Regions from separate parts of the Mus musculus genome. Here region 2 is linked to region 1. The links are chromatin contacts, called in public Hi-C maps. All regions are on one chromosome and are shown on one strand. The core of a region is the stretch at or near the end of the contact, and the rest is flanking DNA. Distances in the headings are between cores, read along the strand shown. Region 1 overlaps Gm46545 (predicted gene, 46545). Region 2 has its middle 37 kb from the start of Tprg.

Evidence for each region. A called contact is a pair of places that touch in the nucleus more often than the background predicts.
Region 2: a contact with region 1 is called in a Hi-C map of myocytes, with 2.6 times the contacts expected there. The contact joins two enhancer-like sites. A contact is called at or near these places in 2 of 484 Hi-C or Micro-C datasets (bone marrow-derived macrophages and myocytes) and 1 of 115 datasets of contacts at active chromatin or transcription factors (large pre-B cells).

Annotation. Positions count from the first base shown.
Region 1 is chr16:24,071,605-24,076,899 of GRCm38.p6, reverse strand. It overlaps Gm46545 (predicted gene, 46545), which reads left to right. Exons shown (of 2, transcript NR_155457.1): 2 at 1-425. Among named protein-coding and RNA genes, the nearest start is that of Gm46545, 8.4 kb to the left of the region's middle. Within about 2 kb of position 3,144, at least 13 of the 459 cell types and tissues checked have an H3K27ac peak or open chromatin away from gene starts, as enhancers often do. A contact at or near this core is called in myocytes, where this site is marked.
Region 2 is chr16:25,247,426-25,252,720 of GRCm38.p6, reverse strand. No RefSeq gene overlaps it. Among named protein-coding and RNA genes, the nearest start is that of Tprg, 37 kb to the left of the region's middle. Within about 2 kb of position 2,175, at least 52 of the 459 cell types and tissues checked have an H3K27ac peak or open chromatin away from gene starts, as enhancers often do. A contact at or near this core is called in myocytes, where this site is marked.

The DNA of each region.
Region 1 (5,295 bases), core at 1,895-4,394:
ACAGCCCTATCCACTGTGCTTTCTCACGTGCCTAGGCAAGGGGCTTGTGCTGGCATGGCTAACATTCTCTACTTTCAGAGAGCAAGACACAAAGAGATGGAATAGCCACGGATATCATTCAATATCACCTGGACCAAGAAGTAGAGTGTCCCTTGGGAGAAAGACCTCGGTGCCTACCCATGGCATTGCACTTCCTCTTCTGAGAATGGCACCATTACAGAACTATCCAGGGTGGGGCCCCAGACCACAGAGACTTCCTTCTGCCTGTCTGCTAGAGGGACATCTGCTGGGATGGTTAGGAAGGTAGCCACTGTCACAAGCTCCAGGGCCCAGAACTGCCCTTCTGCTTCTCCACCCTGCCTCTTTCTGCTCTTGGTATGATCTCTGCTTTGGGGTAAAAGAGTGGGTGCCTGGCTGCTGGGGGTGGGGTGGGGTGGGCATCAGGGAATGGGTGTTTGTCTTTCTTTGGTTCTGTGCTCTTTGGATTTCATCTATCATACAGATAATTACCCAAACCATTTGAGTTCTGCTTCTGCAACAGGGTGTCCCCACTGCGAGGTCCTCTAACCACGGAGTTCCCCACACCCACTCTATCCCCTAAAGCTCATCCTCACCATCATCATGACTCCATAAAATGACAGGAGAAGAGATGTGAAGTGAATCATCATGGCATTGGAGGAGGGGCAGAGAGAGAGAGAGAGAGAGAGAGAGAGAGAGTGTGTGTGTGTGTGTGTGTCTGTGGGTCCAGATGAGTGCTTCTTAAACAGCCTCTTGACTTTTTCATATGATTTGCTGAGCCCCATTGAAAGGGATAGAAAATTCAGGGTGGAGGCATATTGGCCCCAAAGGCAGCCAATGTGAAAATGAATTGAGGCTGCAACCAGCCTCTTAGAACACAGGACAGCTTTTCTTCACATCCCCAGGATGGGACACTGGGTAAGGGGATTACACTGTCACACCCCTGAACCTCAGCCTCCCTCCTCACCAGGCCTCTTTGGACCTCAGCCTCACCCTCCCTGAGGCCTCTGACATAAACCCTGCCTTGGGCCTGCTAGGCCCTGGATCAGAATGCCAACATAGGATGTCTTCTCAAAGGATCCACCACTAGAGCACATGTCCAGGGACACCCCAGGGTCCTAAACTGTGGATGTTCTTGAGGTCTTAGAGGACAAGGACTTTGCTGGGTAGAACATATAAATGGAATGAGTGAGGGTGAGTATCTGCTCCTTCATCAGCAAAAGGACTAAGACATCAATAGAAGAAATATAGACCATTGCAACTACAAACAAAAGGAAAGGACTTTAAAAGTCCCTGTGTATAGATAGCCCTGTGGTTCTCAAACTTGACCGTGCCTCAGAACATGAGGACCAGATAGAATAGGTGATTGCTTGGGCCCCCTCTGAAGTTGCTGATTCCGACTGTCAATCCACTTCTATATTTCTGTTGCTCTGGTATGGAATTCCATTGCTGCTGCTCTGCGGACCATGTTGAAGAGTGACTGGTTCATTTTTTTGGTTTGGTTTGGTTTTTTTAAAGCCTAATTCATTTCATCCATGGCCCAAGGTGCCCCGACAGGTGAGAGGTAAACAAATAAAAATCACACTTTCTCATTGCCTCTCCTCCCTCACCCCTACTTGCTCATTGGGTTCAACCCTCCTGTACTGCAACACAACCCGAGCAAAGAAAGCTATCCCCACCCAGGCTCGCTAATGGCTTTATCCACTCCTACAGGGTGACATGCATGACTTAGAGCTGGCACTCAGCCATCCTGTACTGACCATGGAAGAGGTAGCCTACCCTTAGGATTTCAGTGTGCGTCTATAGATCTCCCTGATCCATACTTTCACTCTAATTTCATTGTTTTAGCTCATTGTCCAACGTACTCTGGTTGACACCTTTGAAGTGCTGGCTGGTTGGTGAAAGATTTCTTCTTACATTCAGGGGCTTCACTCTGACAGAAAAGGGAAAGAAAAGAAAAGGGAAGGGATGGAAAGAAAAGGGAAGGAAAGGGAAGGAAAAGAAAGGAAAGAAAAGAAAAAAGAAAAAAGAGGAAAAAGAAAAAGAAAAAGGAAAAAGAAAAGAAGAATCAAGTCACTAGACTATGAGGGGTGTAGAGAAAATATCTTGTGTCTGTATGGATGTGACACCTGTCAATAGTATAACTGATGCCCTATAGCGGAGTCAGAAAGTTGGAGGTGGGACATCCAAAAAGCAGAAAGGATTTTGGGATAGTGCCAGGCACAGGAAATTCACCAGGGAAAATGTGAGGAGATCGATGTGTGGTACCTGAGCACAGGTAACCAGTCACATGGCAGAATGTAGATTAGGATAAATGGGTTTAATCTAAGTTATGATCGAGTCAGAGAAGAGCCTAGCTGTATGGCCAAGGCATTTGTAAATATATGTTGAGCCTGAGTCTTCTTTCTGACAGCACGAGACTGAGAAGAAGAACCAGACCTGACTTCTACAAAGGGAAAAGCAGGGTGTGTGCAGAAGGCGTACTAGGGAAGCATATCTCAGTCCGTCAGGAAGGGGTCAGTATTAGGCAGGACCCAGCCAGAGTATGGGAGCACCGAGTAACAAGGGGTACTGAGTAGTGGTACTCACTGGAGATCAGACGCTCTCCATCTGGCTTCTGTCCTCACAGTCCTGAGGTACCATTTACAAATCCTTCTTTAGAAGTGGGGACACCAAGGCTCAGAGATTGCTGAGGGCCACACAGCCATCCAACATTAATTTTTTTCTGACTCCAGAGCCACATCTAACATACGATCTTATTGCTCTTTGCCAGACATCAACAACTAGCACCTGTTGTTGGTCACGAAAGGCAGGTTTACCAAAGCACTGGGCAGGTGTGGGGAACCAAGAAGGCTGGGAAGGTTAGGAGGGGGGACCCATGTGTTGTGACTCTTGATGCACAGTGTGAAGCATTGACACCTAACTCCTGGGGTGCTTGGGCATCAGTGAAGGATTCTGAACAGGAAAGGAATGCATAGCACAGCTATGTTTTAGGAAGCTGGGACAGAGGCGTGTGTGCACCCTTGGCACAGAGAACACATGGCAGCGGAAAGCAAGGGCCTGGCTTCGGATGGATGACGGGAGCAGATGAGACTCGGGATAGATGTCATTCTCACTACTGCTGTTGCAAATATTTGACCACTGACTGCATGCTTGACCTATGCTGAAGTCATCTGATCCTCACCATAGCATCCATATCAGATCTCTCCCTCTGACGCTACTTTTTCACTGCTCATGAGTCTCCATTTCTCCATACTGAGTACTGTTTCTACTTGGGAACAGGACCTAAGACTCCTTCCTGAATATAAGGGGATCCAGGGCTGAGAAAAATGAAAGATCAAGTACTCCCAAATTCACTTCTTCTCCTGTCCTGACAGCTGAGGAGGCTGAGGCCTGGAGACAATCAGTGGCTTGTTCCATCTAGGAAAGGATGGACATACTGACCAGAGGCTAGAGGGCTTTCTTGCGCCAATGCCAAGAGCCCACTCTGGATTTCTAGGCCAGGCTGGAGGCCCTGCAGCTGTGGCGGGTGCCAGATGGCATCCCAGTCACCAGGCTGCAGGGCGCCTGAGGACCCTGTGGTAAGCCACGGCTGGCAGCACCTCCTCCCTCTGGCACTTCGGGTGCAGAATGATTGAGTGAGGGGAGGATATGCCGTGTAGGGGCAGGAATGTTGGTGTCTCAGCACTTGGTAGTGTGAGTTACAGCTGCTCAGGGCCAGCCCAGCATACAAGCTGAAGAGGCAGCTGCCATCTTCACCTTGTCAGAAATACAAAAAAAGAAAGAAAGGGAAGGGAAGGGAAGGGAAGGGAAGGGAAGGGAAGGGAAGGGAAGGGAAGGAAGGAAGGAAGGGAAGGGAAGGGAAGGGAAGGGAAGGCAAGGGAAGGAAAGGAAAGGAAAGGAAAGGAAAGGAAAGGAAAGGAAAGGAAAGGAAAGGAAAGGAAAAAACCATGCTAGCCCATGCAGCCAGAGCAGAGGCAATGGAACCTGATTGGAAAAATGGCAGCATTGCCCAAAGAAACAGGGACAAGCCATGAGTTAGGAAACCCCGGCTCACTTACGATTTGATCCTTCTCTTTCAAACCATGAAGCCTTGAAGAGCCTCTTTAATCTGTTCGTGGATATACTCTCTTTTCTCCTCCCTAGCCTTGCACTATAGGTGGTATGAGTGAGTTGATGTGTGGAGAGGAGAGTTGAGAAAAGAAAAGAGGAGAGAGCAGAGAGTGGGGAAGAGAGGGCTGGGGAGGAGAGGGCATTTGCAACCCAAGGGGTTCTGCAGATGCCATTGGAGTTGAAACTAGTAACGTTAATGTTGATATGGCTAATCTCCGGGGAAATATGGTGATACAATTGAGCATTTGCAAGGAATTTATTTGAAACCTGTATTGTCTTTGCTACTGCTCTATGAAGCTTAAAATACTTCAAAAATGGTAATTCTTACATTCTCTTTCATTGCTTTCTCTTCTATTCAGGGAGCTTTGGCTGAGCAGGCACACTTCAGAGGTCTACAGGCCTCTGAAGGACCTGCCTCCTAGCAGGGAGACCAATGTTATTCTATATCCTAAGCAGGGCAAAGATCTACTGTGCTAAGAGGGCTAAAGTCCCGGCAGCAGAAAGCCCTGGTTTGGGGTGGCCAGGGACCAATGCACAGGCTGATGTAGAGCTACAGCGGAGGTGAGATTCCAGCTTTTTGTGGAGAGCAGGGGCTTACCAATCATATAACCATAGAAGTGCCTGCCCAGAAGAAAGCCTCAAAATGCATTCTAGAGAGAAGGAAGCTGTGTCACTATAGCAGTGTCTGATCGTGCTGGGGTAGAGGGGCCTGGGAAAGGAGTGGGCATGAAGCCCAAAGAGGCAACATAGAAGCAAGTCTGTGGATTGTGAGTGTTTTCAGAGACTTGGGATGTCACTACAGGAGAAATGGGGCATCAGGGGAGGCGGGAGCAAAGGAGTGACACGATCCAGGACATAGCTGAAGAGAACCTGTGTTCCTCCACTGGATTGTTCTCTGGGTTCGGCCACCCACCTGGTCTCCTTCCCTGACCCCTGGACTTCTGATTTAGGTTCGAGACTGAGGATTCTAGAATTCTAGAATCATGGAGGAACCCAAAGCACCTCGGCTGAAAGGAGCTGTGTAATCACATGTTTAGAGAGAGACTTCTTCCCAGTCCCAGTACTTTGTGTGCCTTTTCTAGTCCCATGAAGGCCAGGCTTCCAGCGCTGCAGGCTTCTAATTTGTTCAAATGTTTTGTTCTATACACGATGGTACCTGAGGCC
Region 2 (5,295 bases), core at 926-3,425, 1.2 Mb before region 1:
GCAATGCCTCACACAGACAGCTACTTGGTAATGTAGGACGTTGATCAGTAGGGAACCTCTCCTTAGGAGTTCCTCTTTCCCAAAAGCCCTCTCCCAGGAGACTCCTGAACTATATCTGTAAATATGTTGTCATCTCTCTTTGGCTTCCCTTTTCCCATGTTTCCAAGGCAGTAGCAGCAAAGATTAAAGGGGGCTGGGCACACTGTGTAGAACGATAGGTTGCTTCATTGTAGAGAGTTCATCGGGCTTCAGTCTAAATTATCCCATGTTGTAAGGATATGAAAGAGACCATCAACATGCCACACCCTGGGTTCACAAGGAAGAGAAATACATAGCTCCCATTTCTTAGAAGACCTTAGAATTGTTGGCAGATAGACTCAAATACACACAACCAGCATGTAATTTTTAAATTACAGTAAATATTGTCTGCAATTTATATATAAATTATTAAATATGTAATAGACTCACATCTACAGTATAGCACTATTAGGTGATATATTTTACATAGCATATGTTGTTAAATATTATAATAGAATCACGTACATAGTCCTCCAAAACCGTGGGGGTCATGCCAGGTCGTGAGATCAAAGGCAGCTTCAGAGAATAAGGAACATTTGAACTGAGCCGTGAAACAGCGTAGGCTTTCCCAATGGCAGGAGCCAGGAAGAAGGGCATTCTAAGCGGAGGAAATAACAAGTTTAGTGACAAAAGGGGGTGGACAGATGTCACAGTGAGAGGGGACAACAATTCATCTGGAAACGCTGGACCAGTAAGTATTTCCCAGAAAGGGCCCTGGGAGTGAAAAAAAGAAGTTCTATGGTTGGTAAGATTGGAAAATGCATCCTGTTTAGAACCATGGTGTGCAGGTGTGATCACCAAGGGTTGTGAGGGAGCAGTTGTGACGCCACCTAGAGCAGGACGGTGCCGTAGTCTTGAGTGTGGAAAGGGAAAGTACGCAGAGAAGGACAGATACAGAAACGCCTTAGAGGGGGGACATGATGATCAGAATTTACTAACTGAAAAAAAAAATCAAGAAATGGATGTCAAAGAGCAGGTTTAAGGTTGTTAGAGTGAGTGGGTCTCAAAAGGAAAAATTGGAACCTGGAGATGGTACCGTGGACTTTGCTTCAGCTGTGTTAAATGTGAGTTAATTACAGAGCAAGCAGCTGGAGCGGTCACGAGGAAACGGACAACTACAAGTCCAGGATCCTGAAGTGATATCTTAATTCAAGAAAACCGTTAAAACCTCTGCATAGCTGTTGGACTACGTGAGTTCAGGGTGATGGCATACATGAGCTCAGGGTCCCTTTTGGCCCCGGATTCTTGTCCTCGAATGGCCAGAGAGACGCAAAGTTTTACGAAAAGAATGTGGAGTTGCTTTGTCCGTCGGCTTACTGCATCCAAGTGCATAACCTCCTGCAGCTGGCCATGAAGTTCTGCCCACAGAAGGAAGCGTGGCAGCTGCGTGCATCCCAATGAAAGGAAGTGGTTTTAAACAGAATGAATCCAACTTCTAAAATGTTGCAGTGACCCCATTAAAATGATTCCCTTGCTGTTGGTCTGGCTTTATGAAGAAGAACTAATGAAAGCTTGGTGTATTCAATAAAAATTACAGCAGGAATGAAGGGACTGCTCAGGGCTTAGGAAAACTCACTGCATTTCCAGAGGACCTGAATTCAGTTCCCGGCCACCGTTTTAGACAGCTCACAACTGCCTCTGCATCTGGCTCTGTGGGATCTGATGCTCACTTCTGACCTCAATAGGCACTTGCGTGCATGCAGTCCACACAGCTCAATAGGTACATAAATAAAAATAATTAAAAAGAGAAATCTCGGGAAGCTGAGCACATTTCTTTGTTTACTTCTAGACATCAGTATCACCTGCTTGGAGTAGAAGGAATGGTGCTAAAAGTGAGGTGGCTGAGCCTGTCAGCAGGACACGTTACCCTATGGCCTTTTGAGCATTATGTATCATTTAATGTATCATCTATTAGGCCATCTGTAAGACATGGATGATGACAGGAAGGATTCATTGGCTGGCTTTGTTTGTTTGCTTGCTTGCTTATTAAAGAGAATGCTGGCAACAGGTGCTTCTTGTTCCAGACATACAGCTAGACTGTTGTCCCATCCTCATTTCACACATGAGGAATGCAGGACCCAGTGGGAACAGGTGACTCACCCACCCTCAGACAGGAAGCCAGGGCACAGCTGCCTGACAGAAGTTCAGTGTTGCAGGGATCCCAAGGGCCAAGACTCAGGGTGAAATCAAAGCTGTGTGATAGCTAACACCAAATGTCAATTCGACCAGAACTTGAGTCGGTATGGAAACGATCCTTTAAATAAGTCTAGATTTGGTTCATTGAGGTGGAAAAAGACACCCTGAAAGTGGAAGGTATGATTCTATGGGCTGGGGTTTCGATTTGAATGAAATGAGAAAGTGAGGTTGAACATCTTTCATTATGCCTGCTTCCTGATTACAGATGTAATAGGACGCATCGCCTCCTGCACCTACCCTGCCACCATGGCCTGTGTACTCTGGAACTTTAGGTCTAAATTCATACTTCCTCTGTAGGTCACTTTAGCTGGGAATTTTATCACAGCAGATAGAAAAGCTACTAGCGTAGGTTGGAAAGGAAATGTGGAGCAAGTAGTGAACCTGTGTCAGTCAAAACCACCAATGTCAAACACATGGTGCAGGTAACTTTTCCCTCACTGCCTGTCCCCTATGTCTATCAAATGGAAATTATGCATTTGTCATTTTCAATCACCTGACTATATAGTTTTCCAGGTCCCATCTACTCAGCTCAATGACCTTAACACACACCAAAACATGTACTGGTAAAAAACATTTTATGTTGCTATCCTCCAGCGATTAGATCTATCGATGTCATCGTCTCTCCTATGTGCTTTCTAAGTTCAGGGGCTTACGTTGTGCTGGACAAGCATCCAAGTGACAGCAGATGTAGTTGGCCTTCCTGAGCTTGCTTCATTCTACCTCCCATGGTTGGAGTTCCCATCTTTCCGTAGTCTCTGTTTCTTGCCTCCCTGTTTCCACAGCATACAGAGTCCAGACCTTTAATGGCACTCAGGCTCCGACACCGGGTCCCATTCGTTCATTCCAATTTTCCATGTTCTTCTTCCTCACATATACACTAAATTTTAAGCTATACCCAGACTCAGTGTTAAAGTCTAAATTCAGGAGGCCAAACTGGCTTGTCTACCTAGTAGGAACCACTAGAATGTTCCTCTGTTCTGCCACACCCTCTCAGTCTCAGACTTGCCCTGTTGAAAGCATCACCTTCCTCGTAGTTTCAAAACACGTGCCCTTGCCTTCCTCCTACCTCCTTAGATGGCCCTTTGCCAATCTCTCTCTGTGCCCTGGAGTGTGAGCCTGGAGGAACAACTTGCATTACTTGAGATGAAATTAGATGCAGATGCTAGAAGGGAGTAATACTATAGAAAGAAGCAGAAGAAAAAAACAAACCAAGCATACAAACAAACCACCAGCTTTTGGCTTCCGATGAAAGTATGTCTACATAGCTTCAAATCAGAGCTGTGCGGCTGGTTCTCCAGAGTAGCACCTGGAACGCTGTTTACCAACCCTTTCTCTTGTCTGTTCAGTTGCTTGCGATGCTTTGAAGTCTGCAAAAACTACTATCTCCAATCAGAGCTGGGTTTCCTCTCCAGACAGGAAGACTGCCCTTCAACAGAGAAGCTATGCTTCTATTTGTGGTCTGACTATAGCTATGACTCATCCAGTCAAGCCAGAGGCTGTTTTGATCCTTCGCTGTCCAGAGTCTGTTTACAGTTGTAATTTTCTCTCTTTCCTTTCGTCTTGCTCTCTCCACTCTTCTGAATTATCAGAAGAGTCATACACATTTGACAAGTAGAACCTGTACAGGAGAGAGTATTACAAGTGAACACACTTTCTCATGACACCCACAAATAAATGCTTGTGTTTACAGGTCTGATGACGGAGTTCCAGTAATGACTTGGCCTTTTTTTTTTTTACTTGATTAAATATTCCCCTGGGCCTGCCAGTCTGGACTTCGGTTATTTAACGAGGACGTTGGAACACAACCTCAAGACGTCTGCAAAACTGACCTTTTCTTAAGGTTTACTCCCAGAGCAAAGTAAAGCTTGCGTTAGACTGGATGGCTCCGGGATACCAGTTTGTAATTCACGCTCCTCAAATCCCACCAGAACCACGGAGAACCATGGGGCATATGATGGAAATTCCACGTTGCACTTGGAGAAATGGAAATTAAAGAGGAGAAGGCAACTTGTCACAAGTCACAAGAGTAGTCACAACACAACAGTGTCTCACTGAAGGGCTTGCACTGAACATCGATCAGCTCGAGGTTGACTGTCCACAGTGTACAAACTTCCTGGGTCATTTTATGGCACTGCTATGCACTCTCTTCTCTTCTGCTCAGGAATGTCACTGGCTAGAGGGACCATGGACCAGAGCAGGTAAAATGAAAGACAAGCACAAAACTGACCTATTTTTTTAAGAGCTGTCTTACTGTTAGACTTGGACACGATACAGAACACTCTTAAGAGCCATGAGTGATCTGAAAGTGTACCACCTCAGAGGCGCCACACCTACCTCCTCTCCTCTAGACCTTCATTTTCAGACCATTCTCTACAGTAGAGTTAATTCACACTTACATGAAGTTTGAAGGAGAAACCAGAATCACCAAGAACATTTTAGCTATAAGGACTTTGTTCTGCTTGGGAGAATTATTGTATCCCAACTATGACACCTTATTTTCTTCAAAATAGAATTCAGCTGACACTTCTCAACTCTAATATTAAAGATTATCCTTTGGTACAAATTTTGCACAAGCTCACTGTAGACCATTCAGAATGCACACATATATTTTTTACACAGAAAGAAAATAATTTGTAAACCAAAGATCCCTATTTGCTACACCTATATTTAGTTAGAATCAAATTACAATAATTTGTAATTGTGTTATAAGAGATCTCCAGATCATTGAAAAATAAAATGTATACATGCACAGCCACACACATGAAATTCCCCAGTAGAAAGCCCTGAACTTTAAATGTAATCTTTTATAGAGTAGACATGGCTTATCAACAGCTGCCCTTTTGTCACCTTCAGGGTTAAGATCGATCGTGTTGGAGGGTCCCTGAGATCCTTCTCCTCAGCTACCACAAAATAAGTAAATAAATAAAAAAGGAAAAAACAAAAACAAAAGACAAAACCGATGAACTAGCTGAGGGTGTTATTGTCACATTTTAATTATTGCACTGCAACAAAGTGAAGAAT